Regions from separate parts of the Zea mays genome. Here regions 2 and 3 are each linked to region 1. A link is a contact called in public Hi-C data. All regions are on one chromosome and are shown on one strand. Each heading gives the region's core, a stretch centred on a gene start, on an enhancer-like site or on the middle of the called end of the contact. The rest is flanking DNA. Distances are from core to core; before and after follow the strand shown.

What was found. Hi-C and Micro-C count contacts between places; a contact is called where the count stands out from the background.
Region 2: a contact with region 1 is called in a Hi-C map of tassel, with 4 times the contacts expected there. The contact joins the promoter of LOC100216973 here to the promoter of LOC100383807 in region 1. A contact is called at or near these places in 7 of 25 Hi-C or Micro-C datasets (bundle sheath, ear, endosperm and 2 more).
Region 3: a Hi-C map of ear shows a contact between it and region 1, with 1.9 times the contacts expected there. The contact joins the promoter of LOC542583 here to the promoter of LOC100383807 in region 1. A contact is called at or near these places in 3 of 25 Hi-C or Micro-C datasets (ear, leaf and tassel).

The regions. Positions count from the first base shown.
Region 1 is chr4:87,766,903-87,771,563 of Zm-B73-REFERENCE-NAM-5.0, reverse strand. It overlaps LOC100383807, which reads left to right and starts at 2,542. Exons shown (of 8, transcript NM_001362147.1): 1 at 2,542-2,962. The coding sequence starts at 2,676.
Region 2 is chr4:88,170,971-88,175,631 of Zm-B73-REFERENCE-NAM-5.0, reverse strand. It overlaps LOC100216973 (DUF868 family protein), which reads left to right and starts at 2,121. Exons shown (of 2, transcript NM_001143353.1): 1 at 2,121-3,451; 2 at 4,451-4,646. The coding sequence starts at 2,177. The coding sequence ends at 3,403.
Region 3 is chr4:87,421,091-87,425,751 of Zm-B73-REFERENCE-NAM-5.0, reverse strand. It overlaps LOC542583 (glyceraldehyde-3-phosphate deHaseN1), which reads left to right and starts at 1,941. Exons shown (of 9, transcript NM_001112119.2): 1 at 1,941-2,459; 2 at 2,952-3,145; 3 at 3,239-3,367. The coding sequence starts at 2,309. LOC103653482 (a long non-coding RNA gene) reads right to left here and starts at 3,299. Exons shown (of 2, transcript XR_565513.3): 1 at 2,919-3,299.

The DNA.
Region 1 (4,661 bases), core at 1,293-3,792:
CACCGGACTGTCCGGTGCACCACCCAACAGAAGGCAAGTATTGCCTACCAAGAATGCCTCCAACGGCTCCTAGCTGCCTTAGGGCTATAAAAGGGACCCCTAGGCGCATGGAGGAGTACACCAAGCATACCTTGATCATTCTTAATCATTCACACTCCGTCTTTGCACACTCGATTGACATTCTTAGTGATTTGAGCTCTATTCTAGTGGTGAACTTTGTGCTATTCATTTGAGCTCACGTCTTGGCTGTGTGTGTGCGTATTGCTGTGGATTTGTGTGTGTTGCTTCCCGCCCTTACTCTAGTGCTTTCACTTTGATCCTTATTGTAAGGGCGAGAGACTCCAAGTTGTGGAGATTCCTCACAAACGGGAAAGAGTAAAGAAAGAAGAACACCGTGGTATTCAAGTTGATCATTGGATCACTTGAGAGGAGTTGAGTGCAACTCTCGTCCATTGGGATGCCACAACGTGGAGTAGGCAAGTGTTATACTTGGCCGAACCACGAGATAAATCATTGTGTCTCTTGTGCTTGTTCTCACTGTGTCTATTGTGTTTCACAAGAGCTCGGTCCTTAGCCACTTGATTTAATTGTACTAACACTTAATCAAGTTTTGTGGCTTTAAATTTTAAGTTTTTACAGGATCACCTATTCATCCCCCTCTAGGTGCTCTCAACGTTGATGTGTACTCACCCTTGCTTTACAAACCACCCCCACCTCAGGGTGTCCCCACTGTATTCAGTGCTCAGGAGGAGATGCTGGCAACATGGAGGACTTTGAGGAGCTCCAGGACTACGATGAGTTCTAGTTTTTCTTAGTGGCAAACCCCCAGTCAGCTACCTGTGTAGGCTTATCCTCTACGTTTCGTATTTCCGCACTTTGATATTAATGTTGAAGACTATGGCTATGTATTAGACTCTGTGGATGTCTCGGACATCTTATTGTAATAAAGTATCTTTCCGCTATTTACTTTGAGCATTGTGTGATGATGTCCAATTATGTAATCGTTGTGTACGCGAGTTTCTGATCTTGGCACGTACATGGTTCGCATTCGGTTTGCCTTTCAAAACCGGGTGTGACAGACATTTACCATGTCCATGTTGATTGAACTCTAACGTGGCTAGCGTGTGGCGTACCACATGTACAAAAAATAGATTATTTATTTAAACTTTTCTAATGTAACAATAATGTTGGTCACTTGTTCTCAAATGTTGTGAATCAAGAACAAGGCAACACAATTGTTAAAGATTAAGAACCTTCGTCCTTCGAAACATTATCTCCTTTCGAATATAACGATCTTTGGATGAAGGTCATGAAGGACACACCTTCATCATTCATAAGAATAATAGTTCATAGAGACAATATATGTTGTTCATTCATTCATTCATATATTTATTTTATGATATACATATGAACATTAACAAAAATTTATATTATGTTGATACTTTCGGCTTGTTTGAAGGTGCCAATGCGAGAGCAATTACAATCCAGCGTGAACAGTACGGGGTACTGTTCATCTATTTATAGGCAACCACAATGGTTCATACGCTATTACATTTATGCCCTCAACGATTACATACAGAGTTTACAAAATATCACAAGGTAACATCACCATTTGTATTTAATAACTTGAGCAACACCTCCTTGCATTGTCTCATTGCTTCGTCGTGACGAAGCTTGCTTGATGAAGCGTGCTTCGTTATACTTCTCTTTCGTTATACCGAAGCCACGTTGTCTACCTGTTTCACCGTGACGAAGCTTGTCAGACGAAGTTTATTTCGCTCCTCTTGTGTTATTCCGAAGCTTTTCTGATGATGAAACTTCTGTAATATTCAGTAGTACGCTGAAAGCAAATGGTTAGTCGTGTTTTTGAGAACCTTCGGAAGAGGAAGGCCCCCAACAAATAATATAATAAGCCGTTTGGATTTATTCATTTTGTAGGAATTAAAGTTTACTTAATAAAGTAGTCTATTTGGCATTTTGGCTTGGAATTTAACATTCCATCACTTTCTAAAGCTCAGATATAAACTTATCTTTAATTTATGGGGTGTAGTATGAGAAATGATTGATCATTTATATATCAACGGAATATGTTTCTACTCTGCAATTTATAAAACACTCTTCGGCTCACTCCTCTATAGTAAAAATATAGCAAATAAATATCTCTCACATATTGCTAATAATAGTATATAAATATATTTCAAAAGAATTCATATTAGCTTAAATGTTTTTTTGTCTTAATTATTATTATTAGAATATAATTCAATTCCAAGGATCAAACGGCTAAGGGTAACGGTAGGAGTTATAATCGGAGAGGTAGCGTTTTTTAAAAATAATAACCAGTTAAATTTCCTGAATTTTAGCGAGGGACTTAGGAGGACGGCCCTGAAATTTACGTTAGGCTACAGCCCAACTCTTCTTATGTTCTCTAGTAGAGAGAAAAGCAGCCCAACTCTTCTGCTCTCAATAGAGAGAAAAGCGGCCCAACTTTGTGCGGCCCGCTACACCACTGACTGGCATTCGGCTCGGCGACTCCGAACGCAACGCCGATCGTGCGCCTCCTCCCTCACCGCGCGCCGCCGTCGCTGCCATCGGTTCCTTTCAACCGGTGGATCACCCCGCTTTCCATAACCGTTTATCCTTGGTTGTGCTCAGCGTCTGGTTCCGCCATTGGTCCCATGGCTGCCCCGCGCGCCGCGGCGGCGTCGGCGAAGCAGGTGACGAGGCAGAACTTTGCGGAGGCCGTGCTGGAGCTGAGGGCCCACCTGGAGGCATGCGACTACGTGGCCGTGGCGGCGCAGAAGACCGGTGCCCCGACGGGATGGCGCCGCGCGTTGCCGGTGGACACTGCGGAAACGGCGTATCTCAAGGCCAAGCTCGCCGCAGAGTCCTTTCAGCCACTCCAGATCGCCGTCTGCCCCTTCAGGCAGCGCAACTCTTACCCGTCTACCCTCGTCGCCTACCCGTAAGGATTTCTCTCTCACTCGTCGTCCACATGAAACATTAACAATTGGCAAGGTGGTTTTGCTATTTGTTTGGGCAATGTTTGTGGACGTGTGGTGCATAAACCTATTGTTGCAGGCTCAGCTTGAGGAATTTCGTCAAACACCTTTTGTATCCATATATGGATGCTGCTGCTTTTTCAGATTGTAGTATGAAACTATGAAACATGAATATTGTAACATCGACATTTTCTGAAGTTTAGTTGGTCTGTAGCAGTTAACGAATACTCTCTGGTCACAAAAAACTGTTTAGGACAAGGTTTGGGCTAGGGATGAAAACGGTAATTATTCGGATATCAATTTTTTTGTCTTTTTTCTTTAATTGTGAATAAATAGAATATAGAATCAACTATGTAAATTCATATTATTGTTTTTATCATTGAGCTTGTAAAGATTCATAAAAATTAAACCACAAATTTATCATATATTTCTCTCAAATGATAGATATAAAATTTGGTATGGATTCGAATACAAATTTGGTTATTTTTTCACCGTTTTTGTTGTATGGGGAAAATAATGCATAAAACAATTTATGCAAAATTTTGTTCATATTTTTAATAATGTGCTTGATAACATAAGAAAAGATTAACATCAAATTTTATATATATCTATTTTAAAATATTAAATTTGTTCTAACAATTCGGATTACCACTTTCATCCCTAATTTGGGCAAAACTTAAAAACTACAAAACATCAATTACTATTACATTTTAGTTTTGAAACCTCTGGGTTAAATGTGTAAATTCATACTTGTTGGGTTCTGACACGTGGACCCAAGCACTCAAGCAGGTGAGAGAACAGTGCTCAACAAAACGGAAAGTGGGGGTGCTCAATGTCTTGTCAAGTGTGTCCCATCCGAGAGCTGGACAGGGTATTTCTAGGGTAACTATGGGGCTAGTGCCTAAAGTACATTTGTACCCTTAGTTACCTACTACATCCTTGGAATATACTATACAACGGGGTAATTATGAAATAATAGTAGCCTAGATCTAGTTACAGCAAGTGTTGTACCCACGGGTGTGACTGACGGGTGGGCCTGCCTTGCATGCAGAGGACCCACCAAGCCTCCGCTACCCATCTTAGCCTTCTAGTCCCAAGTCTTGGAGGCCTTCGTCTTAGAGGTCGCTCCGTCAGCCCGTCCTCTGATTTGATGCCGAGGGTAGACGATTACCTTTCGTTTCATCCGGGTCCTCACCTCGGTCTCCGCAGACCGCATCAGAGGAAAGACATGTTAGGGGCGAAGCCCTCGAGGTCTTCGATCTCTTGAGCCCGAAGCCCCAACTGTGGATCTAGCCTTCATTGCCCACAGACCCTGACTAGGATCAGTGGACCCTTCGTGCCTTCGTTGCCCGCAGACCCCGACTGGGATCAGCTGACCCATCGCGCCATAGGAGGGGGACTTCGCATACACGGCGAAGTCCTTGTTCTTGGACTTGTCCATATTGTGTTGATGTCGTGCATTCATAGACAAGGTTAGTGTGCGGTTAGAGTGGGATGATCGAGATCTAGTTCGGCCTTCGTCCCAACGATACTCAAAATACTTGCAAGTCTCTTAGAATTTGAAGGATTTTGAAAACGTTTTCTTAAAGAACGTAGTGGTCAAAGATACACATCAAATGCTGTGCAAAGTCAAATGTGTATAGTATTTTTGACTGGAGGTAG
Region 2 (4,661 bases), core at 872-3,371, 400 kb before region 1:
CAAATCCGCCACAATTCTGGATGGCTCGGTCGTGAGCCAGTCATGGTGTTGTCTAATAATATACTACCTCCATTTATAAATATATGCATCATTAAACTTTTTAAAAAACTTTGACAACTAATCTTATTCAAAATACTTATTCAAAATATGTAAAATTTTAAGTTAAGCACAGACTACTTTAAATGATAAAACAAACCAGAAAACAAATAATAACTCATTATTTTTTAAAATAAGATGAGTGGTTAATTTTTTTAAAAAATTCAACTGTATCATATATCTATAAACGGATGGAGTAGTAATACTCTATATAGTCACAACTTAAGCGTAATAAAAAGTTAATGCTAATAGAGCATAGCTTGCTTTTTTCTAATTATTTCTTTTTTGGATGGAACAATCCGCGAAAGTTTAAGCTTTATACAGTGACATAGGATATTATCATACAAAAAAATTTGAATCTTTTTGTCATTACAATTATTTATCAATTTTGATAGCTTATATAGTGTCGAAGAATCCCAAGTTGACGCAGCTCTTTTAGAAGGGGAGGAGGGTTCACAACATAGCTTGCCTTTTTATAATTATTTCTTTTTTGGATGGAACAATCCACAAAAGTTTAAGCTTTATACCGTGACAGAGGATATTATCATACAAAAAAACTTGAAGCTTTTTTGTCATTATAATTATTTATCATTTTGAAATAACTTATATAGCGCAGCTCTTTCAGAAGCGGAGGAGGGTTCAAGTTCTACACATACTCATGCAAAATTACTGCTATTACAGTACAACTTTTGGAAAGGGATCAAATATCGACCAAAGCACAACCACTACTCCATGTATGCTTTAGTACTCATAGTTAGATATAAAAATTGAGGTATGGCAGCTGCCATACTACCATAACGGGTGCTCCACAAAGACATGTATTATATATGTTCATGTTGCTTGTATCCTTTCTTTTTATTAGTTCTCAAGCCAAAAGGTGGTATATAGGAATTGATAAAAGCTTCTGCTTAGCTACACATTATTTCAAGTTTTTCACAAAAAAAAACATGAGAAAATTAATAATTGGAAAATTAGCATTCGTCAATCATTATTTGCTTTTGCATCACGAACTACCATCCACTTGGTCGATCTGCAAACCTAAACCTTATCCAATCCACTAACGATATAATGCATACATAAAAAAATTAACTGGCTCTGACCCATAACTAGCGAACAACTCCTGAGAAGGATATTTTTGATGATTCCTGAGCTTTAATATTTTTTTTACCCACCTTATCCTGCTGCATTAATTATCCTTCGCAGATTCCACTTAGCAGTCTCAATTAAAACTAACAAGGAAAGATAAAATGAATTCGATTCAAGAAATATTCAACCACATAGAGAATCAACCACAAAATGAGTTTATTAGGGGAGATTGGATTAAAAACCTGAATCAATATCAACGCCAAGAATGCTTTGACGTTTAAATTTCATAGCAATTGTGGCATTCGCCGGCGGCTAGAACCCTACCCACCTCTGTTTTCGGTTTTGGATCGTGGACAAAGATTCGGTCTTCATCCGATAGACTAGATATTGGCTCAGGCCCGAAAGAGTCTGGCGCTTGCCTGTTTAGGCAACGTATTGGCATGTTTGTTTCTATTTTCGCATTTCTGTAATACCTTCTGTATTTCAGACAGGGACGGAGGGATTATAGTAGTGCCTAAGCACTGCAACGATACATGAGGATTATAGGAGTACACTAGTACAATGTATGTGCATTACAATGACATGTAAGAACAAACGTTACAATTTAATTAAGCCAAAAGGCTAAGATAAAAATACTGAGACACAAGCCCATAACTAGCGCACGGTCTCTTAGAGCGAGCGCCAACGGCGCGCCATGCTTTCTAGTATGTCCTAACTGCTTAATTTGAAACGTGAATTTCCATCATTCGTTCCATGTCTTTTTCCTCAATTCCGACTGAAATCAGACAAAATTGGCGACGCACCTCATATGTTTGCCGAGGCGAACCGTCCCGCGGCAAGCCAGCAAACCCAGCCGCACCACTTGCGGAACGCAGCAAGCCAGCAACCCCTTGACGCCTTGGATTCGCACTGCAAGTCTGCGCCACAGCGCGCACGCATTCCAATCGACTAGCGTAGACGCAGTGGCGTCTCGCAGTGGCGTCTCGCGCTACCGATGCCCAGCCGGATCGCCGCCTGCTTCCGCTGCGCCGCGGCGCCGTCCTCGGGCGCGGGCGCGGGCGCGGCGGGGCCCAGCCTGGCGACCTCCATCTACGAGACCCACCTCGGCTTGGTCGCGCTCTCCTGGTCCCGGACCTCGCTCGGCCTCTCCCTCCGCGCCGTGCTCCGCCTGTCGGCCACGCCCCCGCCCGGCTCCTCCTCCTCGGCGTCCGGAGCGGGCTACCTCGACGATGACGCGGACGAAGAGATTCTCGCCTTCCGCGTCAGCCCATGGCTATTCTGGCGCCGCCGCGGGTCCAGACGGTTCCGCGCTGGCGACCGCCTCGTCGACCTGGCGTGGGATCTCTCTCGCGCGCGCTTCCCGGTCTCCGGGTCCCCCGAGCCCTCATCGGGCTTCTTCGTCGCCGTCGTCGTCTGCGGCGAGATGGTCCTCGCGGCCGGGGACCTGACCGATTTGGCCTACCGGAGGACCCGGGCCCGGCGCCCATCAGGCCCGCGTCCGGTCCTCCTCTCCCGGCGGGAGCACGTCTCGCTACGCGACGCGGGCGCCGGCCGAGGCCGCAGCCACACCACCTGGGTGAACGTCCAGGGCAAGGAGCGGGAGATCTCCGTGGATCTCGTGGCTCGCGGCCGTGGCAGGGACAAGGCCACCGCCGGCAAGGGGAAGGAGAAGGACCGGGCTGATGTCGGCATGTCGGTCTCTGTCGACGGCGAGCGAGTGCTGCACGTCCGGCGCCTGCGCTGGAAGTTCCGCGGCAGCGAGCGGGTCGACCTCGGGGGCGGCGACGGCGTCCAGGTCTCTTGGGATCTCCACAACTGGCTCTTCCCCCCACGCGAGCCGCCCCCCACGGAGGCCTCGACGCACGCCCACGCGGTGTTCGTTTTCCGGTTCGAACTCGCCAGCGGCGGCGAGGAGAGCGAGGCGGATTTGGGGAAGAATCCCTCCCCCAGCAAGGACGCAAGGAGGAACACGGGCGTTTGGGGAGGCTACCTCGCGCGGTGGGGGCAACGGGACTGGAGCGAGACGGGCAGCAACGGTGAGAGGAGGAAGGGCAGGGGGCGGAGGCTGGCCAAGGAGAGCTCGTCGTCGTCGGCGTCCGTGGCATCCTCCACGGCGTCGTGGGCCAGTGGCTCCACGGTGATGGACTGGGCCAGCCCCGAGGAGGTCGAGATGCAGCGCGGCGACGGCTTCTCGCTGCTGATCTACGCCTGGAAGAGCTAACACCGGCGACGACGGCGGCAGCATAGTTCTGATCAACTAGCGGTGATGGTAAATTTTCTCTGGACTGTTGTAGTTTGCAGTGTTCTTGTGCAGTTAAAGCCTGGAGAGATTGAATTGAGCTTGAATTACAGTAGTGCCATTGCTAAGTGGAACGAGCGATTAGTGTGATTTTTTTTCATTACTAGAACAATTTTCTTCCCTGGATTAGCATTAATTACTGAAATGAACCCAACACCAAATCTATTTGCCTACAATCTAGGGCAATGGCTCAGGATATTTTGAGCAGCTTGGAATCAGTCCACCGTAGCGATCAACGTCAACAACTCCAGTATAGTATCTTATTCTGTGTTTCTCTTGTGTCACCTGCTCAAAAGAGAATCTATCCATCAATCAATTAGCTGTTGCTGCAGTGGTCGTTCTCCTAATTGTCTTTGACATTAATCATAGATGTTAGATCTTAAGGATCGGTGGTTACGATCGCGACGTTCACATTCACAGGAAGACGCTCTTCAGTTCAGTTTGTGATCAATGGCTTGTTTTTTTTTGGTTGCTGAGTGCCACTCAAAACAATAATCTGCTATTCGGAAATTCGGATGGCAGGGCTGCAACCTGGACAATTGCTCACTTGTTTGAGGGAGTCCGTCAAGTGAATGGCAGATCTACGTAGTACATTACACTATGTAGAGGAAAACTTGTGTTTCCCCACTCAGACTCTGTTTGTTTACCCTCTAGATTATATAATCTAGCTTAAATAAGTTGAAAGATAAACAAACAATATGGTTTATTAGGTGGAATATATAATTTAGATACCTAGATTATGATAATCTATAAACAACTCATTAGATGCTTATATAATTCATAAGCTAGATTATCTAAATTAGATGCTTATATAATTCATAAGCTAGATTATCTAATCCTATAGGCAAACAAACAGGGCCTCAGTTTCACTTCAGTTTTGACTGTAACTGGTTGCGACTAATTCTGGTCATGCCCCATTGATTTACTGAGCGATCAAATATGCGTCTGCCTTGATATCTTGTTTTACAGGAACGAGCTTGTGTTTGAATGCACTATATGCCGGATGCCCCGGAATGATTGACTGAAGTCACTGAATTTCCATGGTGTGTTAAAAAGTTGGATGGATATCTGTGTATAGGAGATGACTATCCATACAAAGGTTGTCTTTGCATATTCATAGATGAGAGATGATCATCTATATCAATCAATTGATTGTGTTGGGTTTGGTGGATTGGTTGCC
Region 3 (4,661 bases), core at 692-3,191, 350 kb after region 1:
TCTGCAAAGTGCTACAGTGATGAACAGTGCCATGACAGAGTCAGAAGCGCAGAAGTCAGAGCGCACCGGACTGTCCGGTGTGGCACCGGACTAACCGGTGCAGCTAGAAGACAAACGTCCCCAACGATCAACTTCTCAGAACCCTAACGGTTGCGCTGATGTGGCGCACACCGGACAGTGCACAGTGCTGTCCGATGGCGCACCGAACTGTCCGGTGCGCCCATCGCCAGTAGCCTTGGCCAACAGCTACAAGGTGGTTGGGGGCTATAAATACCCCCCAACCACCACAATCTTTGGCATCCAAGTTTTTCTGAAGATCACATGCAATACAAGAGCTAGAGCATTCACTCCAAGACATATTTCCAAAGATTAAACCCTCTCCAAGTCTCGAATTCATCTCAACCACTTAGTGACTTGAGAGAGAGTGTGTTCGTGTTCATTTGCGCTCTTGTTGCTTGGATTGCCTTTCTTCCTTCCTCACTTCTTTTCTAAGTGCTTGTAAGCAAAGCAAGAGAGACCTAAGAGTGTGGTGGTACTTGCGGGGTCTTAGTGACCCGTGTGATTAAGGGAAAGACTCACTCGATCTAGGTGACTGTTTGAGAGAGGGAAATGGTTGAAATAGACCCGGTCTTTGTGACCTCCTCAACAGGGACTAGGTTCTTTGGAACCGAACCTCGGTAAAACAAATCATCGTGTTCACTCGTCTTGATTCTTATTTGATTTGTTTTCCCCTCTTTAGCGTTTCCTTGCTAGTGTGAATTTGAGTTGGCTCCCATACGTTATCCGCAATCCGTGAGCAACTCCTAGCAAGAGAGATATTCTTTTGGACTTGAATTTAATTCTAACGCTAACCTCGGCTTGTAGTGTGTGTTTAAAGTTATAAATTTCAGGTTTCGCCTATTCACCCCTCTAGGCGACTTTTAGAATCTCTCCACCCCGACGGGGTTCCTCCCGGAAGGCAAGATCTAGGTCTGCTGTAAAGAAGACCCTTTGCGCCATCGCGGAACGTCCGAGCCACAGGCGCGGACCGTCCAGACGTACGCAGAGGAGGAGTCGCTCCCGCGCTAGGTTACGGACCGTCCGGCCCTGTGCTGCGGACCGTCCGCGCCTCCGCATAGAGCACCGCTAGGCGGTCAGTTCCAGTGTCTGGCGCCCGTATCGGCACCAACACCTAACACGTCAGGAAGCCACATGGAGCGTAACGCTCCCATATAGTACCACCTTACTAGCTGAAGGAGTAAGAGCGACCCTGTGTGCAATAAGAAAATGGATCGGCCTCCTTTTCAACTCGTACTTTTATCGTACTTTTGGCTAAGATAAGGTGTTTTTGTCGGTTTAATATCTGATATGTGGATATTACACTTTAATATTAAATTTATTTTTATGAATATTAAATATGATTATACGCCGTCGCAACGAGTATTGTACTAGTTATAATTATCTATTGTCATAGTAAAACTGGTATAGATCTTTATTAAATCTTAAATATGTCACTGGTTATGTCTAAAACGACGTTTACGGTTAGCTTCTCGTTTCTCCTCTTCTTACTTCCGTCTCAGTATTTAACATGTTTACAGCTCTATTATTATATTTTCTCCAATCATCTCCGAAAACACTGGAGCAAGTAGATGTCGCTGTACACACTCGAATAAAAAAAAATGGGACAGCTTTGCCGGCAGGCGGTACCGTTGGCGTGATAGTCTGACGCTGCAAAGCCGCCGAGGAGAGCCCTACTCGCCCAAGTGTGCCGCGTCACCTCTAGCGCTGCTGGGAACGCCAGCCACACAGTGCCCGTGGTCCGCGGCAGCCTACTCCGGTCCGGTACTTGTCACCCAACTCCCGCAGTCCCACCCACACCGATCGCGGGGCCGATCGAGTCTGGTCCGCGGCAGCCTACTCCGGTCCGGTACTTGTCACCCAACTCCCGCAGTCCCACCCACACCGATCGCGGGGCCGATCGAGTCTGCTGAAGCCTCGCCTCGCCTCGCAGAAGAAGCAGCGTGAGTAAAAAACCCGCAGGGTGCAGACGAAAACCTCGTCCGTTTCCGTCGTCTTCCTCCTCCCTCCGTCTCCCTTCACCCGGCCTCGGTGGGTCCGCTCCCCAGCCACGCGCCGCTCTCTTATTTAACCCCGGCCCCGGCCTCCGCTCCGCCACTCGCGCACCCATCACACCCCCTAACCACTCCACCTCCCTCAGCAGCCCTCACGGCCACTACCCACTGCGGCTGTACCACCTGTACGGCTGCACTGTCCGTCGATCGGCTTTGCACCACACGTCCGCGCGCTCGCTCCGTCGGTGTCGGTAGCCATGGCGCTGGCGGGGACGGGGGTGTTCGCGGAGATCCTGGACAGCGAGGTGTACAGGTACTACGCCGACGGGGAGTGGCGCAGCTCCGCCTCCGGCAAGTCCGTCGCCATCGTCAACCCCACCACCCGCAAGACGCAGTACAGGGTGCAAGGTGCGGGCTCTCGCCTCTGCCTCTGTTCTCCCTTCCTTAGCGTGCGCCCCTATGGGCACCAAGGGCCTCGGGAGCGACTGCTAGTGCTGTCCCCTTGTCCGGGGGAAAAATACGCTTATTACTTTGTTTGAGTACTCGATCACAATCCACGTGTGTTAAAGGTGGATTGTGGTGTAATTGTGGTGTTAAGGTAAAAACTTAGAAGTGCCACCAATTAATGCCTACCTGCGCTATCACTTTCCTTAATTATGCTGACCGTCCCTGACAATGCCTCTTGACTAGCGCCCCCAAATAGTCTCGCTTTTGATGCTTATAATTTCACTAGCCCAAATTTAACCACTCTCCAAGAATATTTCTCCAACTAACCATCTCTCGAAGTCGAAGTGATCGAAGTCCGTAGGCCTTTTGCTAGTGATAGATTCAGTGCTTGCAGTGGACTGCAAAAGGGGAACGACTTACTTTTCTGACGGTCCGGATCCCCTGTGTGTCCAGCATGCACGCAGGAGGAGGTGAACAAGGCGATGGACGCGGCCAAGGTCGCGCAGAAGGCATGGGCCCGGACGCCGCTGTGGAAGCGTGCGGAGCTCCTCCACAAGGCGGCCGCGATCCTCAAGGAGCACAAGGCCCCCATCGCCGAGTGCCTTGTCAAGGAGATAGCCAAGCCGGCCAAGGATGCCGTTTCTGAGGTCACTAGCAGCTGAAGTCATTCCTGTTAGAGTGTTTTGCTTTGGTTCTTCAGTTGGGCTTAACGGACAAAATGTCTTGTTGCGTTTTCATAGGTTGTCCGGTCTGGGGATTTGGTGTCGTACACAGCTGAGGAGGGTGTGCGGATACTCGGGGAGGGCAAGCTGCTTGTTTCGGATAGCTTCCCTGGTAATGAACGAAACAAGTACTGTCTGAGCTCCAAGGTATATCTACGTTGCAGTACTCGTGTTTGCTGTATATGCTCCACTGATTTTTCACTGCAACATTGTTTGTGTATCGTAACTTATCCAGAAATGCTGATAGAAATAAGCTAGTTGAACGTCTACGACATTAATTGATGGACCACTCCATCCTGACTAATGGAGGATGAAATGATAGAAGTTGGAGGATGGGCAATTAAGTTTAAAATTCATCTATAAGGATAGGCCATAAAATAGGCAGCTCCTTATCTCTCAGTTTTTTTTTTTTGACATGCAGAGGAGTATGGACCATTTATGCTGTTGGCATGTCTTGCTGTTTCCTTTTGCTTTGTTTTGCCTTTTCTTTTCTGATGTCATTGCCATGCTGTGACTGCTCAGGTTGCGTATTTCTATGATTCTGTCCTAGTATAAACTATTGCTCAGTTGTCCATTGTATTTTTCATGCGCTAATGATATTGTGTCTGGATCAAACTCAACAAGGGCATGGATCTGCCTGACTCGACTGTTCCTATGCCAAATTGGCTGGAATTGGCCAGGTGCAACCATAACTCGAAGAAAGCATAGCATCCAACCAGCGAGGCTTAGGGTCTGTTGGTTGGGCTGTGGCTGCGAAAAAAGCTGTCGTGGGCTGTGAGTTGTGAAAAAAACTGTTGTGACTGTGAACTGCTAAAAAACTAAAAACTGTTCGATGGAAACCACTAAAAGCCGCTGAATATATATATTTTCACAGTTCCATCTGAAAGCTGCTAAAAGCAGGTCTAGATGTGCTTTTAGTTTTGCACTACGAGAAAGTCGGCTTTTAGAAAATGCTGCTTTCTGTATCTTGTCCTTTGGCTTGACTTTTGGCTTTTAGGGGGCAGAAGCTAAAGCCAAAAGTCAAACCAAACACACCCTTAGTGTTATGCCTCAAGCTAGGATTCTGGTGAATTCTGAAAAATGGTTGGTTGCTGCTAATTTGCAAAATCTTGTCTTGGATATGATCATTCAATAGCATTGTATTGTTGTATATATTTGCTAGTCCCGCGGAAGTAAATAAACCAGTTAGGGTCTGTTATCTCTTTGGTAGCAAGGTTTATTTACAATTTCAATACGATACTATGGTATTTGAGAATACTGTAGTATTTTGGAATGGAACAAAAGGTGTTTGGTTGAACTTTATAAAAGACTGTTTTGAATACCACAGTATAGCCAAAACTGCACTGTTTTTTGGAGTATTGATACTGCAATCTAGACTGAAGTTTTCTAAAACATGGTATTATTGTCACATACAAGTGTAGATCATGATATTCTAAAACCA